4 separate regions of the Mus musculus genome follow, and all the other regions are linked to region 3. Evidence: chromatin contacts called from public Hi-C and HiChIP or PLAC-seq data. All regions are on one chromosome and are shown on one strand. The core of a region is the stretch at or near the end of the contact, and the rest is flanking DNA. Distances in the headings are between cores, read along the strand shown. Region 1 overlaps Capzb (capping protein (actin filament) muscle Z-line, beta). Region 2 overlaps Capzb (capping protein (actin filament) muscle Z-line, beta). Region 3 has its middle 4.3 kb from the start of Gm33304. Region 4 holds the start of Htr6 (5-hydroxytryptamine (serotonin) receptor 6).

What was found. A called contact is a pair of places that touch in the nucleus more often than the background predicts. HiChIP or PLAC-seq counts read pairs in DNA pulled down with a chosen protein or histone mark.
Region 1: a Hi-C map of bone marrow-derived macrophages shows a contact between it and region 3, with 2.0 times the contacts expected there. The contact joins two enhancer-like sites. A contact is called at or near these places in 16 of 484 Hi-C or Micro-C datasets (B cells, the Ba/F3 cell line, CD4 T cells and 8 more), 5 of 115 datasets of contacts at active chromatin or transcription factors (the HPC-7 cell line, bone marrow-derived macrophages, embryonic stem cells and 2 more) and 3 of 9 other capture datasets (adipose tissue, liver and pancreatic islet).
Region 2: an H3K27ac HiChIP or PLAC-seq map of microglia shows a contact between it and region 3, with 4 times the contacts expected there. The contact joins two enhancer-like sites. A contact is called at or near these places in 3 of 484 Hi-C or Micro-C datasets (bone marrow-derived macrophages, morula and uterus), 5 of 115 datasets of contacts at active chromatin or transcription factors (bone marrow-derived macrophages, embryonic stem cells and microglia) and 3 of 9 other capture datasets (adipose tissue, liver and pancreatic islet).
Region 4: a Hi-C map of B cells shows a contact between it and region 3, with 1.9 times the contacts expected there. The contact joins the promoter of Htr6 here to the enhancer-like site in region 3. A contact is called at or near these places in 3 of 39 promoter capture datasets (the 3T3-L1 cell line, cranial neural crest and second pharyngeal arch cranial neural crest), 2 of 15 datasets of contacts at CTCF or cohesin (CD8 T cells and pro-B cells), 38 of 484 Hi-C or Micro-C datasets (8-cell embryo, B cells, the Ba/F3 cell line and 23 more), 3 of 115 datasets of contacts at active chromatin or transcription factors (embryonic stem cells, microglia and neural progenitor cells) and 3 of 9 other capture datasets (adipose tissue, liver and pancreatic islet).

What each region holds. Positions count from the first base shown.
Region 1 is chr4:139,247,373-139,251,000 of GRCm38.p6, reverse strand. All of the region lies in intron 2 of Capzb (capping protein (actin filament) muscle Z-line, beta), which reads right to left. Among named protein-coding and RNA genes, the nearest start is that of Capzb, 56 kb to the right of the region's middle. Within about 2 kb of position 1,525, at least 48 of the 459 cell types and tissues checked have an H3K27ac peak or open chromatin away from gene starts, as enhancers often do. A contact at or near this core is called in bone marrow-derived macrophages and microglia, where this site is marked.
Region 2 is chr4:139,286,000-139,289,697 of GRCm38.p6, reverse strand. Capzb (capping protein (actin filament) muscle Z-line, beta) reads right to left here. Exons shown (of 9, transcript NM_009798.4): 7 at 2,604-2,669; 8 at 1,866-1,942. Among named protein-coding and RNA genes, the nearest start is that of Slc66a1, 23 kb to the left of the region's middle. Within about 2 kb of position 2,022, at least 62 of the 459 cell types and tissues checked have an H3K27ac peak or open chromatin away from gene starts, as enhancers often do. A contact at or near this core is called in bone marrow-derived macrophages and microglia, where this site is marked.
Region 3 is chr4:139,167,799-139,171,342 of GRCm38.p6, reverse strand. No RefSeq gene overlaps it. Among named protein-coding and RNA genes, the nearest start is that of Gm33304, 4.3 kb to the right of the region's middle. Within about 2 kb of position 1,827, at least 120 of the 459 cell types and tissues checked have an H3K27ac peak or open chromatin away from gene starts, as enhancers often do. A contact at or near this core is called in 8-cell embryo, B cells, the Ba/F3 cell line and 12 more, where this site is marked.
Region 4 is chr4:139,073,574-139,076,954 of GRCm38.p6, reverse strand. It overlaps Htr6 (5-hydroxytryptamine (serotonin) receptor 6), which reads left to right and starts at 1,385. Exons shown (of 4, transcript NM_001377096.1): 1 at 1,385-1,522; 2 at 1,626-2,913. The coding sequence starts at 2,194.

The DNA of each region.
Region 1 (3,628 bases), core at 276-2,775, 80 kb before region 3:
CAGACTGTGGAGGCCCTGCCCCTCACCAAGTACAAACTGCACATGCCGAGGGCCAGGAGGGAGTGTCACAGTCACACCAGCTTTTCCCAGTTCCAAGTTCAAATCAGACCCGTTCATCAACGCCAGTGCTAAGCAGCTAGCACCTAATCACTACAAAGCAAACAGGGCCTCATGTAGCCCAGGTCCGCCTCAAACTTCCTATGTAGCCAAGGAGAACTCCGAACATGTGCACCTCGTGCTTCTTTGTCCTGAATTCTGATTATGGGCATGCAGCATAACACCCAACCCAAGACTTTATGCACACTAACCAACTAACCAGGTAAGTACTCTGACCTTCCTTTGACACATGCTCACTATATAGCCTTGGCTGTCTTGGAACTCTGTGACTAGGCTGCCTCCCAGGTGCTGTTAAAAACATGTGGCACCTCTCCTGGCAAACACTTCTTAATATGTATGGGTGTTTTGTCTTCATAAGTGTCTGTGTGCCATATATGTACAGTGCCCGCAGAGGCCAGAAGAAGGCATCAGGTTCCCTGGAACGGGAGTTACAGGCAGTTGTGAACTACCATGTGAGTCCTGAGACGAACCCAGGTCCTCTGAAAGAGCAACTAGTACTCCTAACAACTGAGCCGTCTGTCTCTTCAGCCCCACATGGACTTTAAAGGGAAGTGGGAGATGGGCAAGCCCTGGCTCCTTCAAGCATCCCAGCTCCACATTCCTCTAACAACGGCCTCCCCCAGCTGCCCAGCCCACATTCCTTGCAGCATGCAGTTCAAACATTCAGGGGAAGGAGACCGAGCATGTTATACTCTTACCAAATATTTTTACCTGTTTCCCAAACCAAGCCTGTTTATGAATCAATCTAGGCGCTCCTTGCCCAGGACAGAGTCTGCCAGCTTGGAGAGGAAAGACTTTCTGCCTCTGGTCTTTGGAGGAGGCCCCAGCTCTCTAACTCACTTTTATGTTCTTGTTTTTTTCCTTATCAATCAAAGTGTGGAATCTAAGTTAAGGGAACATTCATCAGACCCTCCTGGCTAGGTGCTCCCAAGTACATTCTTTGCTTTCCAACAGTACCAAAGGCAGGTCTCGAACAGGAAAATCTTGTGAGGGCAAGACCCAAGCCAGGGTCTCCATTCAAAGGAGTCCTGTCCATCAGCCATCACAGCGCCACCTCCTCCTCAGCTTTACCTGATCCCCAAGCCACCTATGTCCCGAATTGAAGCCAAAGCGGGGCTGAGCACTCTGGTTCCTTCCTGGAGCACAGACAAAGCAAAGTCTAGCCCTCGATCCGCTCTCGAATGGTTTCTCAAGCATCACCGGAAACAGCAAAGGTTCTCAGAGCGCCCCTGCCACCTTCCAATGTCACAGCAAGCGCAAATTAAAAAAAGACAAAAGCAAAACTAAAAAACCAGAGCCTTTCTACAATTCCAGAAACTTACATTTCTTACACGCAGCAGAATAAAAACCAACAGGAGGCCGACGGGGAAGTGGCCCCAAGCAAAAAGGAAGGACTTTGGAGACTTGCTGAGCGGCAAGCATTTAGGAGCGATGGAATCTCAAACACTAACACAGAAAGGCAAAAGAGCCCTGCACAGTTAGGAGCCCTTTAATTGGGCAAGATTTGCAAGGCCTGTGGAACTCTGGCGAGCCTCTGGAGTGGAAAGCATGGGGACCAATGGGAGCCACCGACTTCAAGTTCTCTTAGATACACGCCTGAGAATGACACATGGCCCCTGCCACGCTATCCCTTAAAGGCCACAGAGGACCACCTGGCCGAGGAGCCGGACTGTGCTCTTCCTCCACGGGCACCTTCAAGTCTGAGAGGGAACACTCACTCTCCTGCTGTTTCTGAGAGAAAGAAGGTATGAGAAAACTGGGAGCTGGGGTTCTGACAGTCATACATCCCCATGCACAGGCAGAGGATATAAAACTGCACAGAAAAATGGTACGTGCAAGATGGCTGCTCCTGACCTACCATGACCTTCCCAGGCCAGCAGGCCCCACAGCAGTAGGCTCTCAAGGCTATGCTTCCATGCTGTGACTAACTGTGGATCATCAATATGAAAATGAACGTGTGCCCACTGCCTGCTAATGACCAGCACAGCACAGCATAGCACAGACGTGCATCTGCTCCCACCCAGTCTCTGTCCAGCCACCCCACCCCACCGCTGCTCATCCTCAATGTCTCCTCCTCCCACTCCATGCAGCTTTCCGTGCCCCCACCCATCAAGGTGGATGAAGCCAGTCACTCAGAGGCACCCAGTGTGCAGTGATCCGGGCTCCTATTCTACAACTCTGCCCTCTACTCGCAATCCCAGCAAGTGTGGTTACCCACAGGGGATGCTCACAAGATCAGGCCTGTTAGCGTTGCCTTGTAGACACGTAGTGAAGTGAAGGACACTAGACCCCGAGAGTCCAAGCCATTCCCTCATCTTGTCCCCTCAGCTCCATGTAACCCCTGACCTCAGCATGTGCTACCCAACAGGCAGCAGCGTGGGCACGCACTGTGGCTGGGACTGAAGTATGGAGATAGACAGACATAGAGAACAGAGCTAGCACGAGAATGTAACCCAGGAAAAGGGCCACCATGTCAGAGCATCCAAACCGACGAGTCATGGGGCTGGGGGACTAAGGCAAGCCCAGGGTCAAAGGTGAATCTCCAAGAGCGTACTCTGGCTGTGGAGAGAGGGGCCCAGCAACAAGGAAACTGACTCGGGGGACTCTCCAAAGACTCAAGCATCATAGGGCGGAGTGTGACCGTAAATGTCCACGGAACTGCTCCAGGGAGGTGTGACAACACTCACACCCAACAGGCTGGCCGGGTAGTGTTCTGAGTAACAGCTGGGCAGTCTGCACCATGTCTAGAGCGCTTCCAGCATGCTGGCCTCTCTCTCTCTCCTGGATTCAGCCCCAGGGTTCTTTCTGTCATATGCCCTGCAGCCTCAAGAAGTACTACTAGAGGTAACCCTTGGCACCAAGGGCTGAGCATGGCCCACCCTGGGCTGGAGGAAGAAAGGTTATTAGAGGGTATAAGTGAGAACTCACCCACTGACCAGCCAGGGAGCTGAGAGCTGGCCACTTCAGAGCAGGGGCCCACAGTTCTCCTTCCCAAGCAGGCTGAACAAGGAAGGGAAAGGCACTGGCTTGCTGCTCCCGGGCCCTGTTCTATCTCCATTCTCATGCCACAGAAGCCTATGAAACAAGTACTGTCACCTCCTTGCTCTTTAGACCAGTCAGAACCATCTGTAATTGGCAATGCATGAAGCCCTTTATACCCATGAGAACTTGGCAGAGTCCCCCCAAGAACAGGGACACCTGAAGAAACAGATCCTGGGCATGAGACAGGATCTTGGACTCACCTAGATATTGGGGGGTGGGGGTGGGGTACTAAGACCCAGCTAACTCAGACCAACTCACTGGCTGCAGGGTGATGTCCCCAGTCACACAACTCAGTTCCAGGAGACACTGAATCCCATTCATCTCTGATTGCACATCTTGCAAAGTGTGTACAGCTCCTGCCTCCAGAGTCTGGGAATCTGGGGGGTGGGGTGGGGTGCTGTGTTCACCTATGGTTGACACATAGGCAGGATTTACTTTACACACTCAGGAGTTGGAAGAATGAACACCA
Region 2 (3,698 bases), core at 773-3,272, 120 kb before region 3:
TGGAGCCGCAGTGTAAATCCCAAGGTCCTTGCCTGGGCTGGGCCTTTGGTGTTCAGCCCTGGGGCCTGTGGGTCCTACGAGCCTTGGTTTAAAGCCTCCCCCTGAGATGCTGGCTATATCTGTATCTGTCTTTGTCATAAGCCAAGTCATGGTTGTTGGTCATTGTCAACAAGCAGGATTGTTTCCCTTCCCATCAGCATGGCCTGCTGGGACAGCTGCAGCTCATTAAGGGAGGGTGTGGGCACAGAGGGCCCAGCAGTGGCCAGCCTGGAAGAGTGTTGGCCCGGCTTAGGGGGAGCGCTCAGTCACTCACAGAAAATAAGAGGGAGACCACCTGGGATGTAGCTTGGGGACTGTAAGGTTCTTGGTAGAGGAGGCGGGAGGATCTGGCTGTGCTGTGAGACCTGAGTGAGCGAGCCAGCAGAAGGCAGGGCACACAGCCCTTGCTCCTTGAGCCAGTGGAGTGGGTGCACCTAGCACCCTCTGCTGGAGAGGCGGAGATAGTGCCACGGATTGAGCTTCATCAGGAGCAAGAGCTCAAACCTGGCTTTTGCCCAGAGTGCAGAGCACACACACCACACACGCGTTCACACTACGTGGGGCTGAGACTATGCGTTAATGTGGCTGCCCAGCAGCTGTGAGCAGACACAGGTTAGTGGCAGGGTCTCAGCAGGTTGGTGAGTCCTGTTTAGTGGGGAGGCCTCACGCCCTTCAGACAGGATACCTGGGTCGGCTCAATTATCAGGCTGGATGTAGACCTGGCGCTGGGTCAGCACTTGAGAAAGTTCCCTCTGCAACTGCTTAAACTTGTGGTTGTCGGGGATAGCATCAAGAGATCTACAGAGAGTGTTCAGAGAGGGTGAAGCCACAGCAAGAGAGCAACAGCAATGCCGAACAAGAACCTGGCAGCCGTGGGCAAAGGCAGAGACAGGAGAAGGCCACCACGACACTGGAACTGACTGCACACCACAACCACAGTTGGCAGTGGCCCCGGTCTTTAGGGGTTCACACCCGACCCCACACAGGCTCAGATGTTCCTCGTGTTTTCCTCATTACTGGGAATGGAGGAGTCTGGCCTGGCAGGAGAGGGTGCATTTGGTGCCACAGGACCCAGTGTCAGGCCTGACAGATCAGATACTCAGGACCACTGGGGACCAGGAGGGGCTGTCTTACCTAAATAATGCTGCTGGGTGAACTCACAAGTTACACCCCGCCTTTCTGTTGGGTGCATTAAATTCTGGGCCAGGGAATGACATCAGAAGACTGGGCCCCACAGAGTCACAACAGAGCTGGACTGCAGAGCCCTCCCAACCCTGCTCTCCTAACCCTGTCGGCACCCTGCCTCCCGGATGGGACAAGGCCACCGAGAAAGGAGTGGGGAAAGAGGAAAGAGCTCAGACAGGATCCTGGCCACATGACTCCAAGGCCAGTGCTATCTCAGTCCCTCCTCAGTTACTTCCCCTCTCCCCAGCTGGGTCCTGCCTCCCACTCCCACTCCACTGGAGCCAGAGGCCAGTGAGTCCTGCCTGCTTCTGCAAAACACAGAGCACTAGACAGCGGCAGGAGCTTTCAAATGGAACCTCAGGCCAGGCTGCTCAGCTCTCTTCAGTGTCTTGAGATCTGTGTGGGGGCCTCCCAAACCCAACTCCAAAGGGCCTGGGCACATTCTGTAGCCAGCCCGTGGCCAGCTCCACCATGCAGGTATCAAAGCTTGCTGTGGTCAGTGAGCCCAGAGACCAGACCTGGTAGAGGTCATAGAAAGTGCTGAGCCAATTTCTGAGCCTTTCAAACTGCAACTGTGAAGCCATCCCTGACCTCAGCTCGCTAAGGAGTCTGGGACTGCAGCCCCAGGTTTGGCACATTACCTCAGCCCGTTGACGATGTCCTTTGTTTTTCCAAAGTAGATCTCATTCAGCGTGCTTCGGATTTTGTTTTCCATGTCCTGGGAAGGGAGGTGAGTCAGTGGAGCCAGCCCACAGGAAACAAGGCCCACACCCACCTGCAACCTCTCAGCCTGCAGTCCCTGCCTTGGCCACAGGGTGGAGCTGTGGGGCCACTCCCCTGTGTTGAGAGCCAATGCCAGGCTGCCAGAACCCCACCTATAATTTGTGTTTTGGGTCTTTCTTATCCTTAGGCATGGAGGAAGCCAGCACCTAGGGGCTGATGGCCAATTCTGACCACTGCCGGGAGTGGGTCTAAACCACATCACCAGAGCACTGCCTGGCCACCATCTCTGTGAACAGTTCTGTGAAACCAGAGAACATGTCTCCAGTCCAAACAACACCTCGCTCTTCCAAACGGGACGTGGTGACAGGCGAGACTGCAGCAGCCACAAGTGAAGCTGCTCCAAGGCCCCTGGTGTTCCAACGATCTGTTTGCACCCCGAGTTCATCACTGTTCACACACAGCGATCAGGGGAAACAAGGCCGAGCAGAGGCGCTGGGGTGGGTGGGCCTGGAGCCCGGCTTCACTTGCTTCCAAGTCAGAAGAAAACTCAGAAAACTGTAGGCAGGGCGGGAACGGGAACAGCTGCAGCACAGGGAGGCAGTGGAGAGCAGGCAGGCCTGTGCGGCACTGGGGCAGGGTGAACCTGGACCACTCACCTCCACCAGGCGCCCGATGTTGGCTATGTGTGGGGAACAGTCACTCACAGTTTCGTCTTTCTCCATCTGCAGAGATACATTGTTTAGTCAGAGAAAGCTGCAGCTTCAGAAAGCAGCCTGACACCACCAACTGACCAACACACCTGCCCTCCAGTCCTCTGCCCCAGGTGGCTGACCCTGTGTGTCACGGTCCTCTGGCAGCTGGTGGCTCTGTGGAGCTGTTGTTATAAGGCCACTTTTCTAGCACCAATGACTTAAGTGTTGGGTTGTAAACAGCCTGGCCAGCAGACCTGAAGTCCTACCATTTCTAGGCATGGCCTGCTGATGCCGCTCTGAGGATGGGCCTCCCACCTAGCTCCTAGGGCCACAACAGGGAGGGCAAAGGCCACCCTGGCCATCACTTTGGCCTTGCCTATCTTTACATCACTCCTGCAGCCACAGGTAGAAACTGCTACTCAGATTCGGGTGTGGCCTGGTTTGGCATTGGAATCCTCCCATATCCCATCATTGCCACATCTTGACTGGCTAGCCCAGTAATGGCAGCCATGGACCCTGTCAGCTAACACCTGGCTAGGAGGGACTCCCAGGCCCTATCCAGCATCCCCACCACTCCAAAGTCAGGAGCTAGCGGTGCAGGGGAATGTGAGACTCCTGGGTTATAAGGCACGAGGCCAACAGCCAGCTCAGCGCATGAACGGAGGAGCTGGCAGGGAGATAAGGGGACCTGCTGCTGGGTTCTGGTTTTCCTATGGTGAGCTTTACCTCCCTGACAAGGGTGCAACAGAGAGAAGAGAGCAGCCCACCTTCAGATTCACAGGGAACCAGGAGAGTACTGAGTATTTAGAAGCTAAACATGGGGGCTGAAGGCTCAGTGGTTAGGAACACAGGCTGCTCTTCCAGAGAACTGGGATTCAATTCCTGGAACCCACATGATGGCGTGTAAATGTCAGTAACTTCAATCCCTTCCTCCTGGATGGGACAAGGACTAGTGAAGCCAGGCTGTATGTAGGGGGAATCCCAGGACGCCAGCAGGGCTGAGTGGCCTGTCACTGCATATGGCAGAGTGGCCCAATAGGTTCTAACAGACAGGCACCT
Region 3 (3,544 bases), core at 578-3,077:
ACGGGATTTTCGGAGGGGAAACCAGGAAAGGGGATAACGTTTGGAATGTAAATAAAGAAAATATCTAATAAAAAACAAAAAAAGAATGGAGCTGTTTCCTTGCTTTGGGTAGAAGTCAGTTGAATTTTCTAGACACTCAGACTTGGCCTTCTCCGCGTCTCTACAGCTGTTTCTCACAGCTGCCCACCTCTTTTGAGACGCTCCAGTTTAATTCAAGTCCAAGCCTTTACCGGGATGCCTGCGTTATCTTTGGGGGTTCAGCGAAGGAGACTTTCATGCCCGACACTGATCACCGTGTGGATCACCAAGGGGGCTTGGTTCTCAAACAGTCTGTGGTCTTCACAGTCCAGCCTGGGAACTAGACAGTTGATCAGACCATTGGATGCCCTCCTGAGGGCCCCTGAGAGCCAACAAGTCTGTGTTCCAATGGTTCTGGGAGAAGGAAGGTTTCAGAGCCATGGCTTCTCCTTGGATTGAATCCAGCCTACTCGAAGCCCCTTGGGACCCAAGTTGTCTAAGTAAACATGGATTCCTTGATGGGTTTCCAAAAATCAGGAATGCTGTTTGGTCTGGACAGGCTGTGTGCCCTAAAACACCACTTACAGGATCACCGGGGCCCTGTGTAAATATTTTAGCCACAGATTTTGAGAACACGGGTTTTTAAGGGATTTCCATCCCTTCATTGCAAGTCAGGAATCTGAACCGTGTTGCTTGTTATTAGATGAAAATTAATTGTGTGTTATATCTATTGCTGACAAGTCTGGGCCTCCTAACTTGATTATAACTAATTTGGTTATAATTTGGAGGTTGTAATCCAGGACTTCCCTACGGAGGTACTGGAGTGTGGGAGGAGCCCAGTAACACACCCCTTCTTCCTGGTTGAATTGATTGACAAAGGAAAAGCAGACAGAGGAATCTAGGAAATGGAAATGAAAACACAATCCAAGGAAAGGACAGTAAGGCTGATTACAAAGAAGTGGGTTATGGGTGTCTGTCTAATTACCCAGCCCACAGTTAGCCAGGTTTAGCCATTCAAACCAAAACCATGCTGGGCAGGGGCTGACCCAGGCCTCACAAGCCAAGCCTGCTGACAGACTGAAGGCATTAGACGCGCTGTCCAAGAGAACAAAAGAAAGGAAACTCGGGGTCTGCATTCTGTGGCTGTACCAAACTACCAAGGTCATGTAAAGTATGAAGGAAAAAGGGTTATTTGGGCCCCTACTTCTAAAAGCCGAAGCGCTCAGTTCCCGCTTCTCCTCTGCTTCTGGTAAGAGCCATAAGGTGGCTCAATCCATGGTACAGCATAGAAAAGAGGAGAGGGCAAAGAAGTCAGCTAGCCTGTTCTCATGATAACTCGCTCCTGGGGGAAGTACGAGAATCCTTTCATGATGGCGGCAAGCCCCCATGACCCAGACACTTCCGTTTGGCAGGAACAAACCGCATCCAAGCAGGGGCAAGTTTAGCATCTCAGTCCCTTCTCTCCAGCCCATCAATTACGGTAGGAACTTCTCCTCCTGTGAGAATCAGTAAGAAAGAGGACCAAAGGTCTGGGGATGCAGCTAAGTTAGAAGGGTGTTTGCCCAGCATACACAAAGCCCCGGTTCCATCCATAACACTTCATAAACTAGGCATGGCGCTACACACTCAAAACCCTGGCGCTCAGGGGGTGGAGGGAGGAGGATAAGAAGTTCAAGGTCACTTCCAGCTACATAATGAATTCCAGGCCAGCCTTCGGTTACATCACACCCTGTCTCAAGCTGCCACCCTGTCTCAAGCTGCCAATCATAAAAAAGGAGGGACAAAGCAGCTAAGACGTTGCCGCCCTGGCTCTAGCCCCATGGAAACCGGAAGCTCACCACCGACAGAGGAATGGCACAGAGTACATCTTCAGTCACTCCCTCCCAGACCCCCGGTTTTGACAAAGAAAACGAAGCTGCTAAGATCAGAAAGCAGAACTTGAGTATGAAGAGGAAGTTGGCCCTGAGGCTTCGTTTCTATCTCGTAACACTCCATTTTCTAGGTAGAAAAGTAACACTGGGCATAGTGATATAGTCTCATAATCCCAGAGCTAGGCAGGCTGCTACCTTTAAAAATATAAAAATAGGGGGCTGGTGAGATGGCTCAGTGGTTAAGAACACTGACTGGTCTTCCGGAGGTCTTGAGTTTGAATCCCAACAACCACATGGTGGCTCACAACCATCCATAACGAGAGCTGATGCCCTCTTCTGGAGTGTCTGAAGACAGCTACAGTATGCTTACATATAAAAATAAATAAATCTTTGGGTCAGAGTGAGCGGAGCCTGAGTGAGCAGAGGTCCTGAGTTCAGTTCCCAGCAAACCACATAATGGCTCACAACCATCTGTAAAGCTACAGTGTACTCATCTACATAAAATAAGTAAATAAGTAAATAAATAAGTACTTTTTTAAAAAGCCCACAACTTTTCCATTTTCATCTTTTTGTCTTTTTCTGATACTGACCAAAAGCCTGTATGTGCTTTCTCTGATGGTCTAGGTTTTCCAAGTGTTCTCTGAAGACAACCTCTATGTCCATCTCTTTCTACAGCCACTTGCTCCCTTCTGTGCCTAACCTTAAAGGCCTGAGGGGCTGAAGAGATGGCTCAGTGGCTAACTGAGCATACTGCTCTTGCAGAGGACCCGAGTTCGACTCCCAGCACCCATATCAGGCAGCTCACAGCTGCCTGCAAATCTAGCTCAAGGTCCGCAACCACTGGTTCCCGCAGGCACTGGTGCTTGTAAACGTGAGCCTGCATGTAGGTACGTGTACCGCACACATGCCAGGTGCCTAGAGAGGTAAACAAAGGTATCCGATCCCCTGGAACTGGTTAGAAGCCACAGCAAGCCACAGCCTGATGTGAAACCAAAGGTTTTCTGCAAGAACAGCTGGGCATGGTGGCGTGGTGGTGGGCGTGGTGGCGTGGTGGTGGGCATGGTGACGCACGCCTTTAATCCCAGCACTTGGGAGGCAGAGGCAGGTGGATTTCTGAGTTCGAGGCCAGCCTGGTCTACAGAGTGAGTTCCAGGACAGCCAGAGCTACACAGAGAAACCCTGCCTCGAAAAACCAAAACCAAAACAAAACAAAACAAAACAAAACAAAACAAAACAAAACAAAAACAGCTGCTGCTCTTAACTACTGAGCTCTCCCTCAGCCCCAAGTAAATGGAAAATTTCAAGAATCTAAAGGAGCGGCTGGTGCGATCCTTCACTCAGCCAGTTGAGAGCATGTATCAATCTTTCTGAGGACCCAAGAGTTTGGTTCCCAGCAGCCGCATCAGGTGGTTCACAATTGCCTGTAACAACCAGCTCAGCGGGGACCTGATGCCTCTGATCTTCATGTCACCTGCACTTATGTATGCGCATACACACACAGAGACATACAGAAGCACGCACATACATGTACTTAAAAATATTTTTAAAACCACGGGTAGTAGCGCATATCTTTAATCCCATGAAATCAGGATCCTGTCTAATCACAGGCCAATGGATTTCAACCCACCCACTCTGAGACCAAGGTAACTCTCTTT
Region 4 (3,381 bases), core at 136-2,635, 94 kb after region 3:
CACAGTGTCATCTAATCTCCCCTGACACCCCGTGAGTCAGACACGGAATTCTGCTAACTGTGGCTGGAGAGAAAAGAAGGCCAAGGGATCAGCCGCCACCGGCCCTGAATGCGCAGAACCTACTGAGCATCAGAGCTGGGATCGCAAGTGGGTCTCTGACGCTCCATCCAGGGGTGACCTTCTGTTTCCTCAGGCCTCACAGTGTGGAGTGAAAGACAGGGTCCGTCTTTTGGGTGCTGCGGCTGACTTCACCCACCTTTGGGTGTGAGTGGATACCGTTGATCTGCGGATTTGGACACCGGGCATCTTAAGCACCTTCTGCCTTGAGCACCTGGCGGAACTCGGTTCCACCAGATCCTTGGTTGCCTGGTGCTGGAGACCTCGGTAGAGGCTCTTGACCTCTCTGAGCCTCAGCGTAACACCTTCTTCCTGGTATTTATATTTCTGGCATGTATATTCTGGCTTTATAGTTGGGGGTAGGAATCTGGGTAGAGATATTCCAGGACAAACCAAGGCCATGAACGCAGTGGGCTCTTCTAAGTGGGAGGTATTTCCATTTCAAAAAAGATACGTGTCAGGTTCTCTTCACACTGCTGTACATTTTCTCTCCTCCTCCTCCTTTCCCTCCTCCCCTCCCTCTTCTTCCTCCCCCCTTTCCTATAGAAATGACCACTTTACGTTTCCTTTGCCCATTTCTTGTCCATTTCCTTCCACTAGAATGGAAGTTCACAGATGGGAAGCGTCATCTAATGTCGTGGTGTCCAGATAGATGGTCCAGAGCAGTACCTGGTACCTACAAGGTGTGAAGAAAACTTGGTCATCACTAGGAGGCGCTAGGCCCTACCCCTGTTTGCAGTGACTACCCTTCCAATGGCTTGGAGATTCCCAAATCCCTCACACTGAGACTTGGAGCGCCAACAGGTCAGGGAGGGGGACCTTCACCAAAATCACTCAGTGTTGTTAGAGAACTGGCAGGGTTGATCCAAAGGTGAAGTGTGGTAGAAATTATTTACCCATTGTATAGATCCAGCAGCTGAGGCTCAGAGGGATCTCAAAGGACTTGCTCGGTATTTCCCAGCTGACTTCTCTTGAAAGCTCGGTGATTCTTACAGTGAGTGGCTCGACCCCCATTGGGGAGCAGTCTCCGGGTACATACAGGTCACGTCCCCCTTCCTTGACTTCTGCCTGCGCCATCACCACATGTGGGCAGGGGAGCCACAGGCGAAGGTGTGGGGGCTGCGGGCGCCCGGGAGCGCTTGGAGCATCCTTCTCCAGGCCTAGGGTACCACAACCCCGCTCGCCAGCTAAGAGGGGCTCGACTCTGCCCGCCCACCGCGGGGCGGGGCGGGGCGCACGCTCGGAGCCTCCGGGACCGCGCGTGGCTGAAGCGTCGCGGGCTCCTGCGCACCATCTCCCCGGCTCGGGAGCCCTATGCCCGCCGCGCCACCAGCCGCTGCCTGTAGTCTCCAGCCCCGCGGCGCTTGCCGCAGTCGCCGGCAGCGGATCACCCGCGAGCGCCCAGGTAGGGAGCGCGGGCGGGAGGCGGCCAGGCGAGCCGGCGCGGCCGGGAGGGCGGAGCGCCGCGCCGCGCTGCGCTCCTCTGCCAGCCCTCTCTCCCCCACCAGGTCTGGCCCGGCCCGGTCCGCGGCCTCCGGTACCCGGGATCCTTCAGTGCCTAGGGGAGAAAGGAGACCTGCTTTCCGCCGCCGAGCTGCGCTCCTGTTCTTGGGCCACCCCATTGCGACCCCCACGCGCGACAGCTCGTGATCAAGCGTACTCACACGCCCACCCTCCTCAGAGAGACTGCCCCGACCGGAAGGCGGGAGTTCGCCTCCTGCTCCCACCTCCCCAGCCGTGCCTCTGGCCAGGAGCCCCACCCCCATCCTTAGGCATCCCCGGTGGCTCTATTCCATTCCAGGGCTCTCATCCAGCCCCAGCCCAACTTTCATGGACTCGGCGCATCGGTACCCCTCCCCAAACTTCTTACCCGAGTACTCCAGGTGGCCCCGCCATAGGAGGCGCCCCTACAATCTCTCCCCGACCTCTTGTAATGGTTGCTCGGTGACCTAAGAACCCTGTTTTGCCACCTACTCCTCTGAGGTGCAGTTTTTACCCATCTTGCTTTCTCTTCCTTTGGCTTCACCCTGTATCCGCATTCACCATATCCTGTCCTGGTCCTCAACCCTAGTCCCCATGGTTCCAGAGCCCGGCCCTGTCAACAGTAGCACCCCAGCCTGGGGCCCCGGGCCACCGCCAGCCCCAGGGGGCAGCGGCTGGGTGGCCGCTGCGCTGTGCGTGGTCATCGTGCTGACGGCAGCCGCCAATTCGCTGCTGATCGCGCTCATCTGCACGCAGCCCGCGCTGCGCAACACGTCTAACTTCTTCCTGGTGTCGCTCTTCACGTCGGACCTGATGGTGGGATTGGTGGTGATGCCCCCAGCCATGCTGAACGCGCTGTATGGGCGCTGGGTGCTAGCTCGCGGCCTCTGTCTGCTTTGGACCGCCTTCGACGTGATGTGCTGCAGCGCCTCCATTCTCAACCTCTGCCTCATCAGCCTGGACCGCTACCTGCTCATCCTCTCGCCGCTGCGCTACAAGCTGCGCATGACAGCCCCGCGTGCCCTGGCGCTCATCCTGGGTGCCTGGAGCCTCGCCGCGCTGGCCTCCTTCCTGCCCCTCTTGCTGGGCTGGCATGAACTGGGCAAAGCTCGAACATCTGCCCCGGGCCAGTGCCGCCTATTGGCCAGCCTGCCTTATGTCCTCGTGGCGTCCGGCGTCACCTTTTTCCTGCCTTCGGGTGCCATCTGCTTCACCTACTGCAGGATCTTGCTGGCTGCCCGCAAGCAGGCGGTGCAAGTGGCCTCGCTCACCACGGGCACGGCTACGGCTGGCCAGGCCTTGGAAACCTTGCAGGTACCCGGGGTGGGTTTGGGAGACCTGGCTTTCGGGATGGGGAGAAATAAACCGCCCTTGGGAAACCACTGGGTGACTGCCTCATAGTTAACAGTCGTTGCTAATCCCCCAAGGCCGGTGGCTATGGCTTTCGGATGAATTTCAAGCTCTGACTGTGGTGGGATATGCGGGCTGTGGTGAGCTGGGTATGGAGGAGGAAGCTGGCATGCTTCTCTGTGACGGGCCCCATCCTGTATCACATCTGGGGAACTTAGAAAGCACCCTCTTCCCCTCGTATTCACACACCTTTTTCTGGGCCTGTTGGTCCTGTCTTCGAAATAAGCATGCCTTTGCTGTCCATCCCTAGTCTAAGCCACTGTCACCTCTCACCAGGGAGCTCACTTTCCCAGAGCCAAAGTGACTGAAAAGAAGTTGGCCATTTGCTTTCTTGCTACAAACCCCACCTAGCTCTCCACAAGGCAAAATCCC